Linked DNA regions of Ovis aries: region 2 is linked to region 1. The links are chromatin contacts, called in public Hi-C maps. All regions are on one chromosome and are shown on one strand. Each heading gives the region's core, a stretch centred on a gene start, on an enhancer-like site or on the middle of the called end of the contact. The rest is flanking DNA. Distances are from core to core; before and after follow the strand shown. Region 1 overlaps KMT2C (lysine methyltransferase 2C). Region 2 holds the start of KMT2C (lysine methyltransferase 2C).

Evidence for each region. Hi-C and Micro-C count contacts between places; a contact is called where the count stands out from the background.
Region 2: a Hi-C map of hypothalamus shows a contact between it and region 1, with 3 times the contacts expected there. The contact joins the promoter of KMT2C here to the enhancer-like site in region 1. A contact is called at or near these places in 2 of 16 Hi-C or Micro-C datasets (hypothalamus and muscle).

What each region holds. Positions count from the first base shown.
Region 1 is chr4:116,351,481-116,355,480 of ARS-UI_Ramb_v3.0, forward strand. All of the region lies in intron 6 of KMT2C (lysine methyltransferase 2C), which reads right to left. Among named protein-coding and RNA genes, the nearest start is that of KMT2C, 110 kb to the right of the region's middle. Within about 2 kb of position 1,656, at least 16 of the 54 cell types and tissues checked have an H3K27ac peak or open chromatin away from gene starts, as enhancers often do. A contact at or near this core is called in hypothalamus, where this site is marked.
Region 2 is chr4:116,460,185-116,464,184 of ARS-UI_Ramb_v3.0, forward strand. KMT2C (lysine methyltransferase 2C) reads right to left here and starts at 1,956. Exons shown (of 60, transcript XM_060415214.1): 1 at 1,565-1,956. The coding sequence starts at 1,725.

The DNA of each region.
Region 1 (4,000 bases), core at 406-2,905:
TCTTTTAATGTAACCACTAAATCTGTCACAGCCTCCCCAGGATGTTCAATAATTCGTTGCTGTAAACTAACAAGCACCTACTATAGTTCTATAGACAGAAACATGTTGAAACTGAGACACAATCCAACTTTATTTCAATGCAAAAAAAGGGGGGGGGGGGTGTTGTCTAACACGCATGCCTAAGACTACCATTCTTAGAAAGGCCTGCCTAGATGGCAGCAGGAGGCTGGGTTTGGAGAGGGTCCCCATGGCTCCCGAGGTGACGAAGGCAATTTACTGTGCCTGGATTATCTGTGCAAACAACGTGTCCTTCCCTTCTGGTACGTGACAGTCAGGAGGGCCTACACGACCAGCCCTCAGTAAAGACCTCGAGCGTCTCAGGGCAGAACCAGCAGACACATCGCCGTACTTCCCTTGCTGGAGGACAAGGGTACTCTGTGTGACCCCTCACGGGAGGGAGAGCACCGAGGAAACCTGAACACAGATGCTTCTAGACCTCGTCAACATCTCTTCCCATTAAGATCTTTCTACCGCATCAGGGCAGTAAGCCTCAGCCATAATTACAACTCTGTGATGAGGCCCTTGAGTCTGAGTCAGTCTCCAGTGTAGACGTGGTCTTGAGAACCCCTCAACACAAACACAGAACTCAGGTATGCAAGTGTTTCCTTCCTCTTAAAAAACTGTAAGGTAAAATGAAGACTAAATAACTGGAAATGTTTTATTTTACACTGCAAAGCACTAGGATTATGTAAAAAACAACAGTATTAGATAACATTATTCATAAAATAGGTACCTGGGACCATCTTACATATATGCAGGCCATGTTTTCAATGATCTTATATAAACCTACTTTCCACTGGTTAGAGAAGTGTGTGGAGATTTTTACTGCTATTGTCATTAAGGCTTTTTAAACAAAAATTACACTTACATTACACTGTTTACTTACATTGTAAATCTGTACTCCCACCTTATTACAGAAAAACTATTTTTGTTCTTTTTCAGCCTACAAAAAGAGCCCAAAGTACTTTTTAAAAAACTTGAAACTCTTCTTGTAGAAATTAGTTGGTTTTTACACGTACAAGTGGCACAAAATCAGCAGAATGGAATTGCGGTATGTACTTAGTCGCTCAGTTGTGTCCGACCCTTTGCGACCCCATGGACCACAGCCTGCCAGGCTCCTCTGTCAGTGGAGATTTTCCAGACAAGAATATGGAGTGGGTTGCCATGCCCAGTTCTCCCACACTGTAGGCGGATGCTCTACTGTCTGAGCCACCACGGAAGCCCAATGATGAGGGTGAAGACAACACGAGAACAAGAAACTATCGATTCTAAGTGGAGAGCTGCTAGGAGTAATGTTTTAAGGTTTGGTGGTACCCTCCAGGAATCCAAAGAGGAAAATAAAGGAGAAAAAGAGTTTAGCATATTCTTCTATCTAGCAAAAGACAGAAGTTCCCATGGAAACACTGAAGAACAATCCGAGGGAAATTCCAGAAAAACTGAACTGCTTGATAGTGAATGCAATTTAGCAACTGAGGAAATAATGTACTTGTTTTAAAATGGGAATAATGTTGCTGGTTGCAGGAGGCTTGGCAGCCTCGGCACTGCTGCAGCTGGGCTCCCTCTGCACAGCGCACGATGGCCAGCAGTGGCCAGCAGGGGCCAGCAGCGCACTCCCCACCCTGGGCCACCACGCTCAGCACTGCCCTTCACTGCCCGGCTCCACTCAGGAGCCGCTCGCCCCAGAGATGACTCCTTGAGGCACCAGAGATAAAATGACAAACCCACACAGTATCCACGCCCTCGTGACGCCTACCGCCCTAGTGGGGGCACCAAAAGTAATTCAATGCTCACAGTAACATGAATTGGCACACGTTGGTAAGCGATGGAAAGGAGAGATATGTACGTTCCAATAACAAAAAGGACACGTACTCAAATATTTCTTTCTTAAAAGATGTGAACAACCAAAAAGTTTAGAGCGTACAGACCAACCCATCTGAGCTTTGCATCTTGTTCTTTTCCATCACCTTAGATTGAAAGGTCCACTTCTACTTCAGTTTATTTCAGCATCTGTCGAAGGTTTTTTAAAAAAGGATTCCCACAAAAATAGGGGGATCTAAACAGAGGTACACGTTTTCAACGACCATTTTTCAATCCCAACCAAACTTCTCAAAAATTAGCCAGCAGAGTTTCACCTTCCAGAGTCAAAAAATATTAATTTTTAACAAATGGGTTTAAAACATACATCAACGCTTTAGAATATTTTACTCAGGAAATTCTGTGTCCAAGATTTTTTGGCAACAAATGTGAGAATATTTTGTTGTTTGTTTGAGTACAAACTTTCATTGTTTCTGGCAATAAGCTAACAATAGACACAGTTCCAAACATCTGTTACCAAAATGCTCAACCCCCAGCACTGGTTTCTTTGAGTGCATTCTCATTGCTGAAACATCACCTTTATCTTGAAGAGGCAGATTAAATGTTTATTTTCTTTACAGAGGCAGGTACCATAATTTATTCAGTCACATGCTGTCCTAATAATGGTCAACAAATTTGTGACACCTCTTTTTTTTTGTAAAATAAAGCCTGTTCTGGGCTCAACAGCACTTTTACAGGCTTTGCCCCTAAGGAACCTTTTGAGATTTCAAAGACTGTCACTGTCACACCTCCCCACCCTCGTCACTTCAGCAGAACTGTAAAAATGTCCTCTATTTTAGAAGGGTTCTTCTGACAAGTATAAATGTATAAACATGGATAAAATTCACCACAGTGGTGACCTCCTTTAACACTCTGGCACTTATTTTTTACGCGTAACTATGAATGACTCCATGAATGATTTTTAGTGCTACTCATTTAGGCCACAAACATTTACTGAGGAATGACCAAAACAGAAAAAGACAGTTATCAGAATGGCACTCTTATCTAGTGAGGAGAGACAGACAAGCCTAGTAAGTAAATACACACTGTGTTAGAGGCCGATAAGTACAGAGGAGAGAACAGTCCACCAGGGGTGTGACGGGAGGAGGCACCTGAAATTTTCAACAGGGAGCCCAGCAAAGACCTCCCAGATAAAGGAAACTTGAGTAAATACCCAGAGGGAACGAGGGAGGAAGCCATGCATGCATCTGAGGACACCAGTCAGCATAGAGGGAACAGGACCTCAGTAAGACCAAGGAGGTTAGGGAGGCCGAAGGCAGCGAGGGAGGGGAAGGGTTACTGTGAGCAACCTCTCAGAAGCGCCCGAGGGGATCCTGAAGATCAGGGAGACCCAGCTGGTCAGTAACGACTGGCTTTTTTTTTATTCTTAACAAAATGGGAAGTAGCTGGAGTGTTAAGCAGAGAAGTGACGTAACTTGACCTTCGCTACTTATTTATCTATTTACCAGTGTGGATCACTCTATGGATGAAAACCCAAGACTATCATTAATTTTTGTTATTGCTCAAGTTGGTCCAGCTCTTAGGAGCTCCTTGAGGTTGGCTCCTATGCTTTCAACAAGTCCCCATCTCCGTCAGCACTTCCTTGCTTTCAAGAGCCTTGGTCCTTTTTATCGCAGAATGTTGGTTACAAACCAAGATCTGGGCACTTGACAGGCTCACTACTAGAAGTCACTGCTTCTAGGCTTTCGGGGGGGGACAAAGCTAGGAGATACACACATGCATACTAACACCTGCATACACATATACCTGGATTTCAGTATCTGTCCATATAAATACTAAAAACCATGAGTTTATATTGATACCTCTGATAACTCCATTCTAACACCACAAAAATCATTATAGAATAGTACTCGCAAGATTACAGCATGTATGTGCAGTTTTTGTTTGATTCTGTCTAGCTTTATGGGTATCCAGTCAATACACTATTTTTCAGGGCTCAGTTTCTTCTCTACCCCCTTCACTGTGAATTTGGCTACTCTTTTTAAGGTTCCCCGAGAGCCCAGACAGCTGTAATTGCTTATTTACAGGGTAGGTGAAACATTCCTATGGTTCCAAGAGTCAGAGC
Region 2 (4,000 bases), core at 706-3,205, 110 kb after region 1:
TACTTAAACCTGCACCTTCCTTCTCCAGATTTGTTAATACTGGAGTAACAATGGCATTCTGTATCAGACACTACAACGTGAGTGATATAGTAACCTCCAACTTCATATCACAAAGGAGCAAATGCAATACTGTATACATCCTGTACTTGTTTCCCTCGCGATTTGTCACAGCTAGGTAAGAGCTGGCCATAAAATATGGAGGCAAGCCGAAGGCCCTGAGTCGCTTTCACGGTGTAAGTACAGCAAAGCAAGAAGGAGCACATACCCAGTCCAGGGCTTCATTGGGCATCCACAACCCTGCTCTCTGCCTGGGTTCACACTACTATCTTCACTATGTATCACCAAACGTTAACAACGCTATTGCTAAATGAATGCACCCCATCCAAAGCAAAAAAAAAAGCCAAACTAGAACAAAAACCCAGAGAATCCGTAAGTGAGCTGCTCTCCGCGGCGTCCGCTGCACCCTTGCACTAGCAGGAGACGACCATATAATGAAATGAGTAAGCACCCAAGCCATTCTACAACTCCGAGGGCGGCCACGGACCTGCTCGGCACCCTCGAGAGCCACGAGTGCTCTGCGCCTCCCCGGTACGAAACGGCTTTCTGGATTCCACGGGCAAAGTTGTCCGAGAACCACACTGCAAAAAGGCATTTCTAACAATCGAAAACCGGCGCTGCCCAGCCCCGGGGTGCCGGCTCCGAAGCACCCAAGAGCCGCTCCGGCCCCGCTCACAGCTCGGAGGCGGCTCCTCGAGGCGAGTTCGGTCGCGGTTTCCATCGGTCCGGAGCTGCACCAACGTGCTCCTCACGCTCGGCCGGCGGTTGGGAGCGACGTTTCCAAAAACTTGGCGCTCGCGGTCCCCGCGCGGCCACCACACGGAGTTTGAGCGGCTCGGGCCGGGCGGTGCGGGCCGGGCGGGGGAGGGGAGCGGCCGTGAGACTTCCCGACGCGCCGGTGAAGCCCCGGAGCCCGGGGCTGGCGGGGGCGGGGAGGCGAGTAAAGTTAAAGCCGCGGCCGACTGACAGAAGCAGCCCGGCTCCGGCCGCTGCTCGCCGCCCGCCGGCCGGCCCGGGGGACCAGCTGGCCCCGGCGTTTTGACAGCTCGGCGAGCGCCCGGGGGGCGCCGAACGCGAGGCCGGCCCCGCGACTCCCCAGCTGCGCCTCGGGCTGGGATAGCCAACGAGCCGGCGAGGCCCAGCGGCGGCTACGAGAAATTTCTCCAAACACAGAAGCCCCAGAAACCGCGGCACCGGGGCCCAAACTAAAAAAAAAGTAAAGTGTGGCGGCGGCGCGGGCCGTCGGGGGCCCGGCGGCGGAGGGCGGTGCGGGGCGCCCGCGGGAGGCCGGGCGCCGGCGCGCGGGGCGCGGGACGGGCGCGCGGGGCGGGCGGGCGCCCCCGGGGCCCGGAGCCGCGCGGCCGGCGGGGCCCCACCCCCACCCCGCGGAGGCGGCCGGGGGCGCGCGGGGGCGGCGGGGCCCGGGGCGCGCCGGTGACAGCTCCGGGCCGGCCCGCCGCCGCCGCCGCCGCTGGCTCCCGGCCTGGCTCCCTCACACTCAACTTACTTCTTTCTGGCTCTCTGGAAAGGGGAAGCGCCATCTTTGCGAGGCCGGCCCCGAGGTCTTTTGTCTGCGGCTGCGGGGCTCGGGGCCGGGGCTCCGGGCTCCTCGGGGGGTGGTGGCGGCGGCTGCGGCTGCTCCGCGCTCTTGTCCTCCTCCGACGACATCCTAGTCACCAGGAAAGACACATGGATCCCGGTCCTCCTCCTGGGGGGCTCCTCCCGCCGCCGCCGCCGCCGCCGCCGCTGCTGCTCGGGTTCCTCCTCCCCGGCTCAGCCTCTCGCATTTCCCGCAGCCCCGGGAGCAGCAGCAGCAGCAGCAGCAGGTACCGGGAGAGGCGGCAACATGGAGCGAGCAGGACACGCACTCACACACATACGCGCGGGCGCGCGCACCTCGGCGCGCAGGGGCCGGGCGGGGGGCGGCGGGCGGGGCGGCGGGCGGGAGGGAGGGGCCGGGCCGGGGCGGGGAGCGCGGGCGGGGCCGGCGCGCGGGCGCCGGGCGGTGCGGGAGCGGGCGCGGGCGGCGCCGGGCGGGGCGGGGCTCCTGAGGGGTAGGGGTGGGGGCAGGGGCAGGGGCGGGGGCGGCCAGCCCCGGGGGTCTCCGCCCGCGCCCCTCCCCCAGGCCGCCCGCGGCGGGGAGGAGAAAGGGGCCGCGGCTCGGGGAGCGGCGGCCCCGCGGGCGGGCGGGGGTCGCGCCCCCCGCCGGCGGCCCCTCCCCTGCGCGAGCCGCGTCAGGCGGGGCGGCGGCGGCGGCGAAGTTTTGACAGCTGCTCCAGTTGTTGTTGTGGGTTCCGGGCTGCGCGAGAGCGCCGGCCCCTCAGCGCCCGCGCCCGCCCTCCGGGGCTGGGGAGGAGGAAGTTTTGCGGGTGTGCATGTACCACACACACACGCACACACAGACACACACACACACTCGACCGGGGCCGTCGCGCGAGGGCCGCCGCCGGGTCTGCCCCGACCGCCCCCGCACCTCAGCCCTCTCAAACTCGCCGCCGGTCTCGCCCACACACGGCCGCCGCGACGCCCCCGCCCCCTCCCCTTCCCCCCCCCCGCCGGCCCCCGCCGCCCCCCGCGCGCCGCCGCCGCCGCCGCCGCTGCCACTCACGGGGGGGCTCGCTCCGCGCATGCGCCGCCCGCGGACGCGCCGCCGCCGCTGACCTCACCGCCCCTCCCCCGCCCCCGCTCCCTCCTCCTCTGACGCGGCGGCCCCGGCTGCGCCGCGGCTCCGGCTCCGGCCCCGGCCCCGGGAGAACGCCAAACTGCGGAGGAGGCAGTCCGGGATCGGGGTCCCGGGGAGCGCGCGGAGGCAGGGCGAGGACGGGGGCAGGGCCGCGTCCCCGCTCCGGAGGCGCTCGGCCCCCCCACCCCCCCACAAAGCCGCGGACGGGAGGGCGGGTGGGTGCGAGATGGTCGCGCCCCGGCGCGCGGCCGGCCCGGGCTCCCCCTTCGGCGCCCCCGCCCCACCCTCGGCGGGGCGCGGGGGGACCGGCCCGGAGGGACTGCGCCGGGCGCACGTTCAGCGTTCTTTCGTTTTTTTAATACGCGTCTGTGGAGAGAAAGAAATGGAGTGCAACTTCGTTCTAATCCTATTCCAGGGGTACTTTCGTTATTGCCACGTCGTTTTCAAAATGATCCTGAAAGGGTTTATAAAGCTGTCAGACAAAAAGATGGCATTCTGAGGAATAAAAAGGCTGAAAGACATAATAAACCAAAAAAAAAAAAAACACCGACAACTTGATTTGAACGTTGGGTGAGATGCGATGAGGGGACAAAAATCGAAGGAGTTGTAAGCTGCCTCTTAGAATACGTGAAAAGGGTGAAAGAAAAACGGGCCTGAGGGTCAGAAACCTGAAATGGACACTTAATCAGAAAGGAGAGTTACAGATGTGAGTGGGATCCTGGGCTGCTTATGCCAACAGGGATCAACCCTGGGACAATGTGCTCTTGTGAGCCTGCCTTCCCGTTCACTAGCGGAGTGGAAAGATCGTAGATTTGAATGGGGACAAAATACTAAGAACTAGCAACCAACCATTTGCGAAAGCACAGGGGCAAACTCTCATTTTCCAGGCACACACTCTAGGCCGGACACCCAAGGCATTCTCAGGATTTTCATCAGTTTTCACACAGTTCTAGTATAAGGTAAGAATAATATGCCGTTTTTCCTGCTTTGTCGTTTGCCTTCACTTCCTCCCCAGTAGCCAGAATATAAACTTTCAATTGTGCTTTCTTATTTGGGCAAGTACAGTTTGATTTCCAGAGCCTGTTCTGACTAAAGCATAGCTTTTTGAAATGAGGATTACAGTAAGAATTTGAATTCCTTCAGGGTTTGGTTCCTGCTGGGTTTTCCACGTTTAATAAATTTACAATTTGAGACTGAGGAGACGCTGGCTTGGTAAATACAAACTTTAAGAGTCTGACTTTGTATATAGAAATACAACAT